4 separate regions of the Mus musculus genome follow, and regions 1, 2 and 3 are each linked to region 4. Evidence: chromatin contacts called from public HiChIP or PLAC-seq and promoter capture Hi-C data. All regions are on one chromosome and are shown on one strand. Each heading gives the region's core, a stretch centred on a gene start, on an enhancer-like site or on the middle of the called end of the contact. The rest is flanking DNA. Distances are from core to core; before and after follow the strand shown.

What was found. Promoter capture Hi-C pulls out the DNA fragments that hold promoters and counts their contacts. HiChIP or PLAC-seq counts read pairs in DNA pulled down with a chosen protein or histone mark.
Region 1: a promoter capture Hi-C map of liver shows a contact between it and region 4, with 4 times the contacts expected there. The contact joins the promoter of Elmod3 here to the promoter of Ptcd3 in region 4. A contact is called at or near these places in 9 of 39 promoter capture datasets (erythroid cells, frontonasal cranial neural crest, hematopoietic stem and progenitor cells and 5 more), 3 of 484 Hi-C or Micro-C datasets (B cells, CD4 T cells and uterus) and 1 of 9 other capture datasets (liver).
Region 2: an H3K27ac HiChIP or PLAC-seq map of trophoblast stem cells shows a contact between it and region 4, with 10 read pairs. The contact joins the promoter of Capg here to the promoter of Ptcd3 in region 4. A contact is called at or near these places in 1 of 39 promoter capture datasets (pre-B cells), 1 of 484 Hi-C or Micro-C datasets (muscle stem cells), 2 of 115 datasets of contacts at active chromatin or transcription factors (memory CD8 T cells and trophoblast stem cells) and 1 of 9 other capture datasets (adipose tissue).
Region 3: a contact with region 4 is called in a promoter capture Hi-C map of liver, with 2.1 times the contacts expected there. The contact joins the promoter of Fabp1 here to the promoter of Ptcd3 in region 4.

What each region holds. Positions count from the first base shown.
Region 1 is chr6:72,595,449-72,599,732 of GRCm38.p6, reverse strand. Elmod3 (ELMO/CED-12 domain containing 3) reads left to right here and starts at 1,320. Exons shown (of 12, transcript NM_001253692.1): 1 at 1,320-1,411. It overlaps Retsat (retinol saturase (all trans retinol 13,14 reductase)), which reads right to left and starts at 1,131. Exons shown (of 11, transcript NM_026159.5): 1 at 937-1,131. The coding sequence starts at 1,105.
Region 2 is chr6:72,547,068-72,550,980 of GRCm38.p6, reverse strand. It overlaps Capg (capping protein (actin filament), gelsolin-like), which reads right to left and starts at 1,708. Exons shown (of 10, transcript NM_001042534.3): 1 at 1,480-1,708.
Region 3 is chr6:71,197,472-71,201,258 of GRCm38.p6, reverse strand. Fabp1 (fatty acid binding protein 1, liver) reads right to left here and starts at 1,380. Exons shown (of 4, transcript NM_017399.5): 1 at 1,266-1,380. The coding sequence starts at 1,332.
Region 4 is chr6:71,906,309-71,910,287 of GRCm38.p6, reverse strand. It overlaps Ptcd3 (pentatricopeptide repeat domain 3), which reads left to right and starts at 1,526. Exons shown (of 24, transcript NM_027275.3): 1 at 1,526-1,654; 2 at 2,442-2,494; 3 at 2,599-2,635. The coding sequence starts at 1,548. It overlaps Polr1a (polymerase (RNA) I polypeptide A), which reads right to left and starts at 1,235. Exons shown (of 34, transcript NM_009088.3): 1 at 1,049-1,235. The coding sequence starts at 1,125.

The DNA of each region.
Region 1 (4,284 bases), core at 71-2,570, 690 kb before region 4:
GCTACAAGTATGAGACCTGCCTCTCCCCCAATCCACAAACAATAACAATAATAAAATAACTGGGTGTGGTGCCTCTTAGGAAGTAGAGGCACAAGGATCAGGAGTTCAAAGTCAGTCCCCAAAAAATAGTGCAGTTAAGGCTAGCCTAGGCTTGGCTAAAATTTACAAGTCAGAGGCTCCTGGAGGTCAAAGAGGTGATCCTTGTTTGTTTTTTGAAAGTTTTGCATTTGGGGGTTTTGGTTGTTTTGGGGTTTGATGTGTGCATTTAGACAGGGTCTCATTGTGTAGTCCAAACTGGAATTAAATTGTTGCACCACTATGCCCAGCTCCAACACTTCCGTAAAACGTTGAAAGGCAGACATGCTGGTGCATGCTTGTAATCTATCTCATCATGCTGGGGACAGAAGAAGAGGGCTGCTCCGGGTTTGAGCCTGGGCTGCGAAGAGAGTTCAAAGCCAACTCCAGTACAAAAGTGAGACCAGTCTCAAAAACACAAACCTTGGGAGCACTCTACACGTGCTTTAGAGATGGTTCACTGGAGAGTGGAGTTCTTATCCCTAGCCAGTACTGAAATTCCGAAGTTATTATCAAGCTTCAGTTCTATGAACTGGACTACATTTTGCCTGCAACCCGCTTGTTAGGAAAACTTTCAGTGCTGCTTCCCTGTGCCCCCGAGCATGCACAGAAGTATAGGGAAAAGTTGGCTCCAGACCCAAGTAGGGGAAAGGTCTCTTATTCTGTGTAAGCCGTGAGCTGAAAAGATTCCAACTGGCGGGGCTGGAATTTGGCGTGCCAAGGGTAATGCCTGCACCCTTTCAGAAGCAAAGAACACTAAATTATGGAACCTCTGTGTGCAAGAGAAGTTTTCCCAGCACTTTACTAATGGGGAGACATGAGCAGAAGGCCCGAGAGCAGGCCTGAAACCCATCAGTTGACCTTGTTTGAGAACTTTCTTCCTAGCCTCCTTGTCGGTCACCAGGGGTTCAGGCGGTCGCTTGACATCCTCGGCGAAGGGGTTCGGGGAACTTGCAGCGTAAAGGCCCACGTAGACCCTGTGGAGGATCACCAGCAGCAGCACGGCCAGCAGCAGAGCAGTGATCCACATGTTGCTGCCAGGGCTCGGAAGACCGCGTCCTTTCCCCGCTGAGCTCGGCTTTTATAGCTGAGGCCCCGCCCCTCTAGTTCGTCCTTGGAGTAATACCAGACTTGGAGGAGCCGAAGCATTTTGACTCACGCCTGCTCAAAACTGATGAAGATTGTCCATTATGGACCTCCGTATGATCTTTGCAGAGCAGGAGTTCAATTGCCTAATGGGAAATGTAGTTCTAGCGCGAGACAGGCGACACTGCACGGCTGCGCGAAAAGGGGGATGTGGGATCCCCCCCTTACCGGAACGCTGGGGACGCGTCCGGTGAGCAAGGGGTCTGGTGAGGGAGGTGAGGGTGAGGAGGACGATGTCTGGTGGAAATGGTCACCGCGGGACCACAACAAGGATGAAAGTTGCAGGTCTGAGAGAGATCCTGTCTGGGAGGCAGAGAAGACCTGGGTTCTGGTGCCTTTTCCGTGTTGGATTCGCTGGAACCTCGGAGGCAGTTCATTGCTTTCCTCCCCTCTCCTCTTCCAAGCAGTGACAAAGTTTCTGTGCCCACACAGCCTCTGTCTGGGTATCTGAGTTGAGACCTTGTTGAGACCTGCACAGGAGCTCTCCTAAACCTGTGTCAGCCCAGGACTGGCAGCCTCACACCGACGTTATCCCTAGGTGGATTCCCCTAATCGTAACTACTCTATCAGGCTCTCAAAGTGCAAGCCACCTAGGACAAGCCTCAAGAAAGACTAAGTCAAGGATCATCCTGTGTGTTTATTTGCATTTAAGGACGCACCAGCTTCTAAATCAGCTTTTCAGAGAGTTTAAGCTCCAGCAGACAGTCTAGATATCCTACCATCTTAATGTTGCCCTTTGAGGAAAGTAGGTCTGAAATACGTACTTGACTTAAGAGGGATTTGTTTGTATAGGAGGCCCATTTCCTCAGGTACCCACTATCAGGAGGAATGACTTCGTAACTTTGAGTGTTTTGTCCTTGTTTTAGGCCCCAGCGGTGCTCCAGTCCGGTATGTAAAGCAGGTCATGCTTCTATGCTACTTGGTTCGTTTTCCCCACAGTAACAGGAGAGCCTTCCCGAGACTTTGTCAGTCCTACCTGTGACCCTGCCAGGTTATCTGATGTGTGTGTATCTTATGCTGTCATTTAGGCCGAGATGGAAGGAAAGGAAAAGAGAGGTAGATGCTGAGGTTCTGGGGAGGGGGGGGGGGAGCTAGTTCCTGGGGTGTTTCAGGGAGGACGTTACCACCATCCTCTCTAGATCACAGGCAGCCAGGCGTCGAGCCCAAAAGCTGTTTGTTACTGGCAGTCAGTCCTTGGGGAATGTAAATCATAGTCCCCTAGTGGAGGACTGGCTCCGTGGAGGGCCTCCCCACTGACTTAGTCCTCTGAGTCTGTGAAGTATGACTGTCAGTTGTGTGAGAACCATCCACTCTCATTTTCCCCCTCGATATCAGGGGTTGAGCCTCCTTTGCTGCCACTAGGTTACAGTCCCAGCCTTTCCACACTGACTCTCTGGTGTGTGGGTGTGAGCATGCATGCCCATATAGGAACAGAAAGATCAGGGGGACTGTAAATTGCCTGTTCTGTCACTCTGTGCCTTCTACCTTTGAAGTTGGTAGAATTGCTTCTCTGACTGAATGTGGAACTAGGCCCAGCAACCAGCAATCCTTTTAATTCCATCGACCAGAGTGCTAGGGAGCCAAACTCAGGTTTTTACCCTGAAGCAAGCCCTCCTGCCCACTGAGTCATCTTCCCAGCCCCTTGTGTGTGTGTGTGTTTTTTTTTTTTTTTTTTTTTGGTTTTTATCTGGGTGAGCAGAGCGGTGTGTGCCATGGTGCGTGTGTGGAGGTCAGAAGACAATTGCTTCTTTATTTCTACCAGTCTTCTAGGTCCCTCTAGGGACTGAACTTAGGTCATCAAGTTTGCTGGCAAGCACCTCGACCCACTGAGCCATTTCACCTGCCCTTGCTTTGTTTTCTGTTGAGACAGAGTCTTGCTAGGTAGTCTTAACTGACCTGGAACTCTATGTAGATCAGGCTGCCCTCAAATACACAGTGATTCTCCTGCCTCTGCTTCCAGATTTCTAGGAATCTGGGCATACATTCATGCGGGCATACACCACCATGTTGAGGATGATCTCTGGTTTTTATTTTTTTTTTTTCAGTTGTGGGGACTGAACCCAGATGTCACTTGTGGTAAGCAATAGCTTTACCTCTGATCTGTATCCCAGGCCTTGTGTTTTGTTTTGACTCTCTCACATCAATCCGTCCCCCTAAGACCTAGAGGTGCTCGCTCATGAGAAGGCTGTCTCCTCGTGACACAGACTTTTGATGTGATGGGGTCTTTGTCCAGCCCTCTTCCTGAGGCAGGCACCATAAGATGAAAGAACAGGACTTTTGTCTCCACCCTTGAGAAGTAGAAGCAAGCCTCAGCTACATAGCAAGGATGAGGCCAGGCTGAAGAACGTCCATAAGAACTTCTCTGTATATCTGAGTCCTTATAGAGAGGGAGAGAGAGAGGGGGAGAGAGAGAAGGGCTGGAGAGATGCTCACTTAAGAACATCTTGCAGAGGACCAGAATTTGGCTCTCTGCACCTACATGGCAGCTCTCAACCATGTGTAACTCCAGCTCCAGGGAATCCAATGTGTTATGGACATCTGCACATACATGGCAGACACACCCACACACACCCACACACACCCACACACACACAGAGGAGTACACAAATGAAAATAATACACTTTTTAAAAAATTGGGTGTGGTAGCACATACTTGTAAGCCCAACATTAGGAAGGAGAATGGGCAGCTCTCTAAAGCTCACTGGCTGGCCATCCTAACCTGCTCATCTGGTTCCAGGCAAATAAAAGAGATCTTGTCTCAAAAAATTAAGGCGAACAGAGCCTGAGGAACAACAGCTAAAGTTGTCCTCTTCACCCGCTCACATGCACATGTGTACACCTGTACACACATGAACCCTGTACACATATGCATGTGTGTACACACACGAGAGCTGATCTGGAGATGTAGCTCAGTGGTAGACTATTCACCTGGCATGCATGAAGACCTGGATTTGATCCCCAGCACCAGCACTGCACCATAATTGCACACACACACACACACACACACACACACACGCACACACACACACAGTTTCTCACACACAGAGAGTTGATCAGTTTGGC
Region 2 (3,913 bases), core at 459-2,958, 640 kb before region 4:
GTCCATGCCTTATGGCCTACCTAGAAGGTTCAGGAAGTGGGGAGCCATCATACCCAAAGAAACCACAGACCAACTTCCTCCCCATCAGACCGTCACATAATCACAGACCGGCATTAGAAGAGGCTTTAGTGCTTAGATAGTCCTTAGCGCACACGAACGAGCCCTCTTCTGTGGCTCACTTCGCCATCCTCCTCTTGAATGCTTCTGGTGGTGGGAAACTCACCACCTCACAGGCAGCCTCTGTGTCTTTCACTGGGAACGGGAAGCATGCCGGGAACCAGACCCAGGGCCACAGGGCACAGCTGGAAAATGCTCTACCACTGAGCTACATCACAGCTGGCCACCTCTGCTGAGGACTCCGTTTTCCCCCATTGTGCCACAATGTGATGAGTTTTAGGGGCTGGCTTTCTCCCCGAGACATGAAAGCACCTTTGGAGCAGGAAGCTGAGTTTGCCTATGGACCTTTGGACACACCTGACTGTGCCCGGAAAAGTGTCTGATTGTCCTAACTTGCTGAGATCCAATGACTGGACTAGATGAAAACCAACGGGATTGCTTAGGATCTCGACATCCAGGCAAGGCCTGGAGCAGCCTTGAAGCAGAAAGCCAGAGGGCAACGAGGCCCATCTGACTGTCGTGAGCAGTGGGGGGGAGGATGTGTGCCCTGCTGGCTAACTCTGGCTAGAATACCTTTTAAGGACACACTGGGGGCTTAGAAGTGGAGTCCACTCCTACCTCCAACAAAATGCTTGATCCTATCAATGTGCATCAGTGGCCCAGTACTGAGGAAAACTGGGGCTATTTTTGCCCTCTTGGACCCTGACTCACAACAGGTCACTTCCCCTCAAAGACCATATCCGCCCCGTTAGTGTGAGCTGAAATAGCGGCCCTAGGGAGGAAATAGAGGGCCAATTCAAGAAGCCCAGGACTTTCTGACTGTGGCCAATGTCTCTTAGAAGTGGGAACAGCAGTGGCTCTGAACCCCCAGGACAGGCCAAAGCAGATCCCGCTCCCCACACCCCCAGATTCTACCTTCATCTCTCTCCACACTGGTCCCCAGCCAACCCTCTAACTGGGGGCTGGCTGACTGTCCCTCAAGTAGCTGAACCTACCTTGTTCCTTCTCAGTTCCCTTCCTTCCAGTTGTCTGGGCCCAGGATAGTGCTATCTTGGGGACAGACACCACCAGATCTGAATTCACCTCCCGACAGGTTGATGGCTTCTGGGGATCTCTCAGGTCTGACACCACCTCCTACAGACCAGGATGAGCCCAGACCCTTCAGCTCCTCCCCAGCAGCTAGAACACATCCCACCCACACCCACTCAAGACTCTGCAGCTGCAAAACTACAGCTAATGACCTGAGCTGACTTACGCCTGGGGACACCGTTCCCACCTGTTCCCGGACCCTAGCAGCCAGCCCTCACCTACCCACTCATGAGAGTCCTAGTCCCTTCTCTACAGAGCCCTTCCCAGTTTTACCTCTCCACGGGCCTTTTCTTCTCAAACTCGTCTCAGCTTGCCCCTCGATAGCTAGCTTCTAACTTCCCTCTTCGCCACTGGGCTGCCCCACCCACCTGCCCCACCCATGGGGAGGCTCAGTACTCAGAAGTCTAAGGGCTCAGGAAAGCCAGCTCCAAGGCTGGGCCATGCGGATGGAAGGCTGCTATTTCTCAGACATGGTCACTGGGAGGTTAAAGCCTGACTAGGTCTCATCACAGCGGCCTCGGGCAAGGCAGATTCTGAACAATTTAAAGAGTCAGACCAGCAAGGAAAGTCCCATTCCACTCACTAGCCCCGGCAGAGGCCTGAGTCTGCTCAGGCCCTGCTGTGGCTGGTTAGTCACTTTTCCTGGGTTGGGTCACTGGCCCTACACTACTTTTTCCTCCTCCCCCTGACTAGTTGTCTCATTGCCCTGAGTACATGTGATGATGACCTACTCCTTCTCCCTCCTCCTCTTCCTCCTCCTCCATTCCCCTTCCCCTCCTCCCTCTTCCTCTCCTTCCTCCTTCCTTCTCCTCTTTCTCCTTTTGGTTTTTCAAGACGGGGTTTCTCTGTGTAGCCTTGGCTGTCCTGGAAATCTCTCTGTAAACCAGTCTGTTTTTGAAGCAAAGTTCCAAGAGAGTGTTTGAGGCCCTGACACATTCTCTCTCTGTGTGTGTGTGTGTGTGTGTGTGTATGTGTGTTCATTTTGGTGTTTTGTTTTCGAGACAAGCTCTCATGTAGTCAGGCTAGCCTCTAAAGGCAGCTCAAACTGGTCTTGAACACTTGACCCTTCTGATTCCCGGATGCTGGGATCACAAAAGTGCACCATCGTGACCAACTGTTGTTTGGTTGTTTTACTGAGACAGCGTCTCACTTTGGCACCCAGGCTGCTATGAAACTAAATCTGTAGCCCAGATTGGCTTCAATGCTATGAGAATCCTGCCTCTGCTTCCTGAACACTAGTGATTTACATGTAATGAGGCACCACACAAGGTGTCTTGAAACATGAAGTCTCTCTATGCCCCTTAGCTAGGCATGGTGGCTCTTGCCTTTAATCCCAGCACTCGGGAGGCAGAGGCAGGTGGATCTCTTGAGTTCCAGGACAGAGGGCATATGGTTTCAAGCTCAACCCAAAGCAACAGCCGCTCCCTTCGCACAGTCACAGGACCATAATATAGAATCAGTCTGATCTAACTTGCTGGCCCCAGGAAAGCCTTACCCTGGGGCACAGCCCGAAGTCACATAGAAAACAGGACGCTCAGTCAAGGAGGCTCTTATTCCCTCCTAATCCCTAGGTCAGCAGTTCTCAACCTCCCTAATGTGTGACCCCGCAATACAGTTCCTCATGTTGTGGTGACCCCCCCAACCATAACATTATCTTCCTTCTACTTCATAACTGTCATTTGCTACTGTTATAACTCGTAATGTAAATACTTTAGAGATAAAACTTTGCCAAATGATTCATGACTCACAGGTTGAGAGGTTCAGGAATATTTGCACCTAAGGAGCAGCTACAGTTGGGTGACTCAATGTCCAGGGACCCTGACAGGCCCATCCTGGAAGAATGTTAGTCAACAGTCAGATCCATAAGTCCACTAAGCCATAGAGTTTAGTGTTCAGAGTCATGGCCCTGGCCCAGGTAGCACCGAAGCAAGCTTGCTAATTATCCAACCATCAGACCAGCCTAACCTATCTCGGAGGCTGCTAGGGGAAAGCCTGGAGAAAACAGAGCACAGAGTGGATATGGGGAGTTGGTATTTGCTTGCTCATTTGAGACTGAGCCTGAAGACATAACTCAAGCTAGCCTCAAATGTGTGATCCTCCTGCCTCCATCTGAGGACTGGGATTACAGTGTACACCCCCATGCCTTCTAGATAAATGTGTTCTGTGTGCTAAAATACCATGAGAGAGAGAATTAACTGTTTTCTCAACATTAAATGCAGTCACTGGGACGGTTCAGTGAGTAAAAATGCTTGCTCTGCAATGATGGCCACAGTTCGATCCTCAGAACCTATAATAAAAGGACAAAATGGTTCCTGAAAGATGTCCCCTGAAATGGTAGATACAGCTCAGAGGTCAAGAACAACTGCTGCTCTTCCAGAAGACTGGAGTCTGGTGCCCAGAAGCCACATCTGGCACCTCACAATGGCCTGCAACTCCAACTCTAAGGGTCTGACTCCCTCTTCTGGCCACAGAGAGCACTGCACTCACATTTGAATATACAGATAAATTACACTACACTATTGAGTTTTGTCAACCTGACACAAATCTAGACATATCTGGGAAGAGGGTTTTCTAATTGAGAAAATGTCTCTGTAGGACTGGCCTATAGGCACGTCTGTGGGTCATCACCTTGATTACTGAGCAACATGGGAGGGCCCAGCTTACTGTGGGCAGTGCCATCCTTGAGCAAGGTGGTCCTGGATGTTAA
Region 3 (3,787 bases), core at 131-2,630, 710 kb after region 4:
TCTCAGCCCAGCGATTCATTTGTTGTAAAGACCCTTCCCTCTGTGGCTCCCTGCTTCTTACTCATCCTCCCCTCCACCCCCCACAGATCCCTCCTTCTTTAGTGGCCTGGCTCTTAGAGTGGGAACACTTCATCCTCCAGAATGTTTAGCTTCCAAATCCAATTACCTTTGAAGTGATATGGGAGCTACAGATAATTAGGCCATGCACAAAGTAGGACCATGCCTGGCAAACTTGCTGTGGCCTCTGGAGTCAAGGCTCTTGGGGGTAATGTACAAAAATCCTTTACCCTAGAATAGGGCTTTTCAGATTTCAGAACAAATCTGTGCTTTTACATGAACAGGAGTTCACAAGAACCGGGGAGTTCACAGTGACAGTGGAGGGTCCCTTGCAAAACTAAGGGATCCTCACATTCATGATCTTTGACTTGTCTGCAAAAGAAGCTCTGAGTCCTAGGATGACCCGAGAGTCCTTTCCCCACTCTTGCTGTTCCTCATCTTTTCCATGTTGGTAACCCCCTTTGTTCCACTTCCCCCTCTGCCCACAGGCCTCTTTCTTCCTGTTATATACTCTTCTCTCCCTGGTTCCAGGCTCAGCTTTCATCATCACAGTCTCCCCCGTACCTGAGTACCCTGGGAGACATAGGGTGTTTAAATAGGGTCTCTGGGACCCAGCACCTGCTTCTAACTCCAACACAAACACTCTCTAAACTGTGAGCCTCATCACAGCTACCTCACCTACCCCAGTCGCCTCAACTGTAAAATGGGAAAACAGCTCAGTTTTATGGTGAGTATTTACTGTGGGCATTGCATGGCAATGCCTGGTATAGAGTCATACATATTAGGAGACACTTCATTCCATTTATCTCCAAATAACTGGTCAAGATTGTAGCTTTGTCTCTGAACATTGGTCAGGATTGTAGCCTATCACACTCTGTCTCTCTGGTATATGTACAAGCATGGGGTTGGCGTATGGTTGGCCTTGAATCAATGTTTGCTAGAAAGTGAGTGAAGGAACAAGGTCTTAGAATAAAGTGCCATGAGACACACACTTCGAACCAGTTCATCTTCCAATGTAGGGTTGTTTCCACTTCCCTGGAGTAGCTTTGTCCAGTGGGGAGCAGTAAAAGTAACAAGAGAGCAGGAGAGTCACTGGAGAACTCCTCAATTCGGTATAGCCTGGACCCCTCCTTCCACCTCAACACCAGACCTGGACTATCTGTTGATAGTAGGGCTAGCCCCTCGTTGCTGTCATAATCACCACTCACCTATTGCCTTCATGAATGGCTCAAAGTTCTCCTGGCTCTGCAATTGGTACTTGCCGGAGAAGTTCATGGTGGCAACGAGGCTTCCTTTCCACAGCTGACCACAACAGCTCTGCCTGCCAGGTCACCCACTGTTGCCTATTTTATAAGGGGATTCTTCCTCCTCAGATATAGGCCATAGGTCAGTGATTGTCGATTTATTTATGGCCAGGCTCAAACATTAACTCCTGAGAGCAATGGTCAACGATAAAAATCAGAGTGGGCAAGGCAGAGGTTTGTTCTAATTCAGCAAACATTAGTGAGTCCAACCAAGGGCAAAGCTCTCTGTAAATGTTGCCTTTATGGTGACTTAACCCTACTCATGAAATAAGTGTGCATGGTTGAAATGTATGTTGACAAATGTATGTATGTGCAACATACATACATTTAGAAATAATTTAGAAACATGTGAATCACATCTCCAGCAATGCACATATGCATATATACCTAAGTGCACATATGTATGTGTTTGTACATGTGTACACTTGTATGTATGCATATATTTATATACATGTCACTACATATCCATATGTACATACATAAACACACATACGTGTGTGTGTGTGTGTGTGTGTGTGTGTGTGTGTGTGCGCGCGCATTACATGGGGAGAAATACCTTTGAACTCAAAACCTTTTTCATATAACCTTATGTTTATTTCTCATTTTTTATTATTATACAAACATAATTTTACATACATTTTATCAGTCCTTAAAGCTGTTTTGTATTTTGAGAATTCTTCTTCAATGATTCCAAGCAAGCCTCAATCCAGGCAAGTCTCAGTCCAGGCAAGCCTTAGTCCAGACAAGCCTCCCCTTTGAAGGCATCTACTGTCAGCAGGTGTAAGCTCTTTAACTAAAGCAGCAGTCTGAAAACTTAGATTATTTTATCTGCTAGAGACAAGTCCAGCCAAGAAAGATGGCATTACCTGCTGACTTTGTCCCATCCCTGCCTCACAACTAAGAACAGGGCACTAAGATGGTACACGGGCATTCAGCCTGACTAGAAGTGGCCTTGGGGAAGAGGCCTAAGGATGCTTCCAAAGATCTCTGATGTTCTTGTTTGTCATGGGGGAATTGTCACCCAGAGCATCTTCATCTCCCCATTCCAGCATCCTAGGCAGTTCTCAGCAAGTGCCACTTCACAGCCTATTTCTCTTCTGTTTAGACTTTAGCATCAGCCTCATTACTCACAGCCATCGGCCCTCCATCCTCTAGTCTTTTCTGCCCCGAGGCTACATAGACTTATAAATCTGAGGCTGGGGTATGCCATGCCTCAGTTTTGAACCCATGGTCCCTATTGCTCTAGCAGTGACAGGCCCCGGATAGCGTGGAAGGTCTGTGTCTACTGTCCTGACTGTGATGACTGCTCAAAATAGAGCTTGCACTTTGCTTTCATTTTTGTCTTGCAAAATGACTGCCATTGTCTAAGCTTCTAGTGAGGCTGTTAGGCTTGCCAAACCCAGCCTCATCACCCACCTTTCCCTAGAGGTCACAGGCATAGGCCAGCTGAAGGTGTCGGGGTATTTCTTCCTCTATGTTTGAATTTGTGTCTCTTCTACACTTTTCCTGTCCTCCAGCTGTCTGCCTCCCTGTAACTCCTCCCAGCTAGTGGGCCTACCCCCATTCTGTCTCCTCCATTCAGCTGGGCTGGCTTCTCTGCATTCTTCCTCATTGTGCTCCTTCCTTGGGAGTCTTGATGGAGAGCACATGAAATGAGCTCAATCAGTGATGGTTCAGCAAAGAGAAACCTCCAAAAGATAACGCGGCCACGGCTCTTGTGGTGCAGAAGTAGTAGGAGATACAGAGTAGTGAGATCAGCAAGCTGGTCCTGTAATCAGTGAATCACATGAGCTCTGAGGCAAGGGGACTTGAGGGGAAGTACGAATGTGTGCCTGCAGCTTGGTTGAGAGGCCAGTGGGAATAGGCGTGAAAGGGATGGAAACTGTTGCTCCAGCCCTGAGAGCCCACCTCTCTCTTCTCTCTTTTCTCTCTGTAACCCTGCTCTGCCATCCCCAGCCTGTGCTAAGCCCACAGAGACAGATCTCGCATGGAGTCCTCTCTGTTCTTGGCCAGTTCCCTCCCACTTGCATCATAATCGCCAAAATGACAAAATGCTCTGGATACCCGGCCCATTTGCCTTGCCGCTGCTCTACACTCCACCCAGAAACGTGCTGGGTTGCAGTGTCCGCCTGTAGGCCTTACAGTTCTGGTGGGTGAGAATGAGGGGGAGGAATTTGAACTGATAAGAGCTCATGTTAAGTGCATCAGTGGCTCAGGAAGATGTCTTAGGACGAACAGCTATGCCAGCCTACAGTAGGGGTGTACACTATCACCTCAATCGCACAGATTCCCCAGAACCTCTGCAGTTTGCTGCTTCTGATCCAGCCAAATGTTGGAATCTACACGGTCTGAGACCTCATTCACCCCTGACAGGTGGTATTTATATGTACCTGATTTGGGTGAGGTCATTACCTTTGGCATGATGA
Region 4 (3,979 bases), core at 277-2,776:
ATCTATTTATCTATCTATCTATCTATCTATCTATCTATATCATGTTCTATTTACTTAACCCTAAAAAGGAAGGAAGTTCTGATCTATTTATCTATAATTTTGAGGACAGTATGCTAAATGCATTGGCCAGTTACAAGAAGTCGGGGCTGACTGACTCCTTTTACTTGAATAGGGGCCTGAACAGTCAGAATAACTGAAATAGAAAGTAGACAGGTGGTTACCATGCGGCAGGGGCAGGGAAATGAAGACTGACTGATTACATATGGAGATTGCAATGGCAAGATGTGTCCTAGAGGGGGTAGTGCTGATGTTACCAGTGTGGTCTACCTTTTTGTTTGTTTGTTTTTTTATTTTTCGAGACGGGTTTTCTGTGTCCACGAAGCTCTGGAACTGACTCTGTAAGACCAGATTGGCCTCGAACCCACAGAGATCCTCCTGCCTCTGTCTCCTGAATGCTGGGAGGGTTTGTTTTGTTTTGTTTGTTTTTTCAAGACAGGGTTTCTCTGTGTAGTCCTGGCTGTCCTGGAACTCACTCTGTAGACCAGGCTGGCCTCGAACTCAGAAATTCGCCTGCCTCTGCCTCCCAAGTGCTGGGATTAAAGGCGTGCGCCACCACTGCCCGGCAATGCTGGGAGTTTTTAATGCATGTTGAGTTATTAATGGGAGTCTAAGAAGCGTGTATGCTATCGTGATCAAAAAGCATTAGAGAAGAGTCCCCAGGACTTCATAGCCAGGGTCTTGATCCAAGATTTAAAAGTTCATCATCGCTTGGACCAGAGGAGACTAATTAGGAAGTTGATAAGCGTGTGATGTAATGTGATTATAAATGACATAAAACTAGTTGATTAATGAGGAAGATGAACAGATGAAAATGCAGCAAGCGCATTCCTTCCCATTACCAGCAAGCAAGCACTAGGCAGCCAGCCCCCCACCCCCCACCCCGACCCCGCCGCCCCCGGACTGGCTCGGCTCAAAGCCTTCTGGGAATCGTAGTTCCCAGCTCCAACTTCCACAACCCTGTTCTACACGCATCCCACTAACTCCTTACTTGAGCTCTTCGGCCGAATACATTCCGAAGGAAATGCCCTGAAGCCGCCTCCATGGTGTGTGCTTGGAGGCCAGCATCTTCCGAGTCAGTTTTGAGGTCCGTCACTACGAGAGAAGTTCCAGTCAGCCGCAGAGAACGCCACTTGAGTCTTGTAGCGCAGAGCCACCATGTGTTTTTCCACTGCGCTTGCGTGCGAGAACCGCGGCTTGGCAAATTGGCTTGGACGAGTTCATTTTTGCTTTCGGGGTGGGTAAGGAGTGGAAGAAAACTGTCTCAAAACCCTCCTTCAGTTTAAAAGCAAAATTACACAGGAGACTTTAGAACAGCATTTCAAGTAAGTTTATTCGAGGTGAACGATGTGTACTGAGCGTTCCGCTGCTAGTCTAGCCAAACAGGACCTTGTGACCACCCGTTTGGAGATGAGACGTTCCACGCCAGCCCCGCCCCTCGACCCTGGAGGCGGAGGTCGTTCCCGACGTGCTCCGCGAAGAGTCCAAAGATGGCGGCGGCGGCGGTTGCAGCTCGCCGCCTGTCCTTTCGCAGCGGGCTTGTCTTGCTGCAGACCACTCGGGGGACGGGTGTGTGTGAACCGAAGGTCTGTTGCAGGTAAGAAGACCCAGAGTCATTTTGGTCTTGCATTTCCCTGAGAGTCGTGAAAGTAGGTAAGATGCAAAGGCATTTGTATGGTCGAGGCCCGGCCCTCTCAAGGGTAACACGAGGTAGCGTCGTATTTAGTGATCTTTAGATCTGCGAGTTCGGGAATTCTTTCGGAAAATTTTTATTGGTTGGTTGCAATACTATGTATAGCCAAAATTACCCTTTAAACTAGGGCCCTGTTCTCGTGAAGTTTACATTTCCGTGAGTGCCGCTACAAGCCCCTACACAAATTTCTTTATCACCCCCCCCCCTTATTCATTTTAACCCTGCAAAAAAGAAAGGGCAAAGTAACAGATCTTTCACAAATAAAGGGCAGGCTAATATTACCAGTATGGACTGAACGTTATGAGAACCTTCAGCTAAGAATAAGCTAAGACTTTAGTAAAAGCAGAAAGCCTTAAAACGTCTGACCCCATTCTTTCCATCTGGTGGTGTTGCAAATACTTATGTAATTTCTTTGTACATCCTTCATGCAGTGGCCTGGTGGAAATAGGAGGTGGTTTTAAGTCAGTTGTAGAGTGGATAATTAGCTCATACGATGTCTTTGGACCAATACAAAAAAATAAATAAAACTGGGTTACAAGTTTACACTACATCTAAATGCCTCTATAAATGTGGCTCAGAATGTGTGCATGCGGGTGGAGCTGAGTCAGCAGAGCTAGCGGTAGGAGCTGAGCTGAGGCCATCAGGGAGCAGTGCTAACAGTGGGATTTTTGTTGTTTTGTTTTTAATGCAGATTTTATGCTGGAACTGAATCCCTCCCAAAGGTTGAAGGATCAGATATAACAGGTATTTTTAAAACTATGGAAATAGAAGTTTTTAAAAATGAAAAGACATTGTATTTCTTTGTGTTGTTAGAAAATTGTTTATTTTTATTTTTTTTTCTACATAAGGGATTGAAGAAATAGTCATTCCAAAAAAGAAAACATGGTGAGTATTTTGCTATTCACTTACCAGGTGATTGGGTATTTACTGTAAATAAAACATAAGGATTTAAATAGTGCCTAGCACATAGACAAATACCATGTTAGCTGTTATTTTTTAAGTCTTGTTATATAATTTTATGTGTAAACTATACATTTAATTTATAAGTGAACTATTAGGTGTACTTTTGTTTCATTTGGAGTGGCTATTTGATATCATTGTATAAATATGATTAGATTCATTTGTTTCCCTGCATAAGAATAGGAACAGTGGCTGACCATGGTACCATACTCCTTTAGTCTCAGGAGGCAGAGGCACAGGGATCTCTGCATAGTAGGACTAGTGTACCTACTGAGTTCATACAGTAATGCCCTGTCTTTAGAAACAAGAATAGGGATGAGAGAGCACTGGAGCTAAGAGTAGGGACTGGGTTACCTGTGAATACAGCATTCCAGCGTACGCCCCTTTGCACACCTCTATATCCAGAAAAACGACAAGAAATGCAACAGGAAGAGTATTTACAATGTGCTACAATCTAGTTGTCACCTGCCTGTGTTGTATCTTATAGTCCTATATGTATGCAATTTTACCCGTATAGATAGACAGAATTTAGGTATATATTGAGTGTTGTTTTGTAGTGACATACTCCTGTAGTCCTAGCACTCAGGGCAGAAGTTGGAGGATTGTCACGAGTCCCAGGCCAGCCAGCCACTTATTTAAAATTTCCCTTTTTCCTATTGGTAGTTCTTGTGAGATGTATTAGGTAAAGAGTGCAGGAAGGCAGGATGTAATATGATTGTTGATTATGGTGATAGTTCAGACAGGCCTGTGGAAAATGTTAGGAAATAAGAAACGGTTAGCAAGTCAAGGCCTTTAAAAATTCAGTTTATAAGCTACGAGTGCTTTTATTTTTCTGTGTAGCTGGGGGAGAGAGGCTAAAGGAAAAAAAGTAACTTGAAAACTATATTTTAAAAATGTCAAATTTTGTGTGGACTGCAGCTTACTTTGTTTACATATATCTTACGTTTTATTGTGTACAGTCCTGCCTTTCCCACCCCCACCCCACCTCCCAAAAAAGAAATGGTGTAGGGTGGATAAAAAGAAATGGTGTAGGGTCCTCTGGTTTGTAGGCTTGGTAGAGTTTCAGACTACAAATTTGTCCTTTAAAGCTGTGATCTTCCACATCTCACAATGCCATAGAAAACGTGAATAGATTTTAGTTTTTTGTGGATTTCCTTACATGAGGATGACATGATAAAGACAGTGAAGGGGGTTAGTGTAGATTATGAGGTCATTTTAAAGAGGGCAAGCAGCCTACCTAGGATTTATACAAGAAACACAATTTAAAAT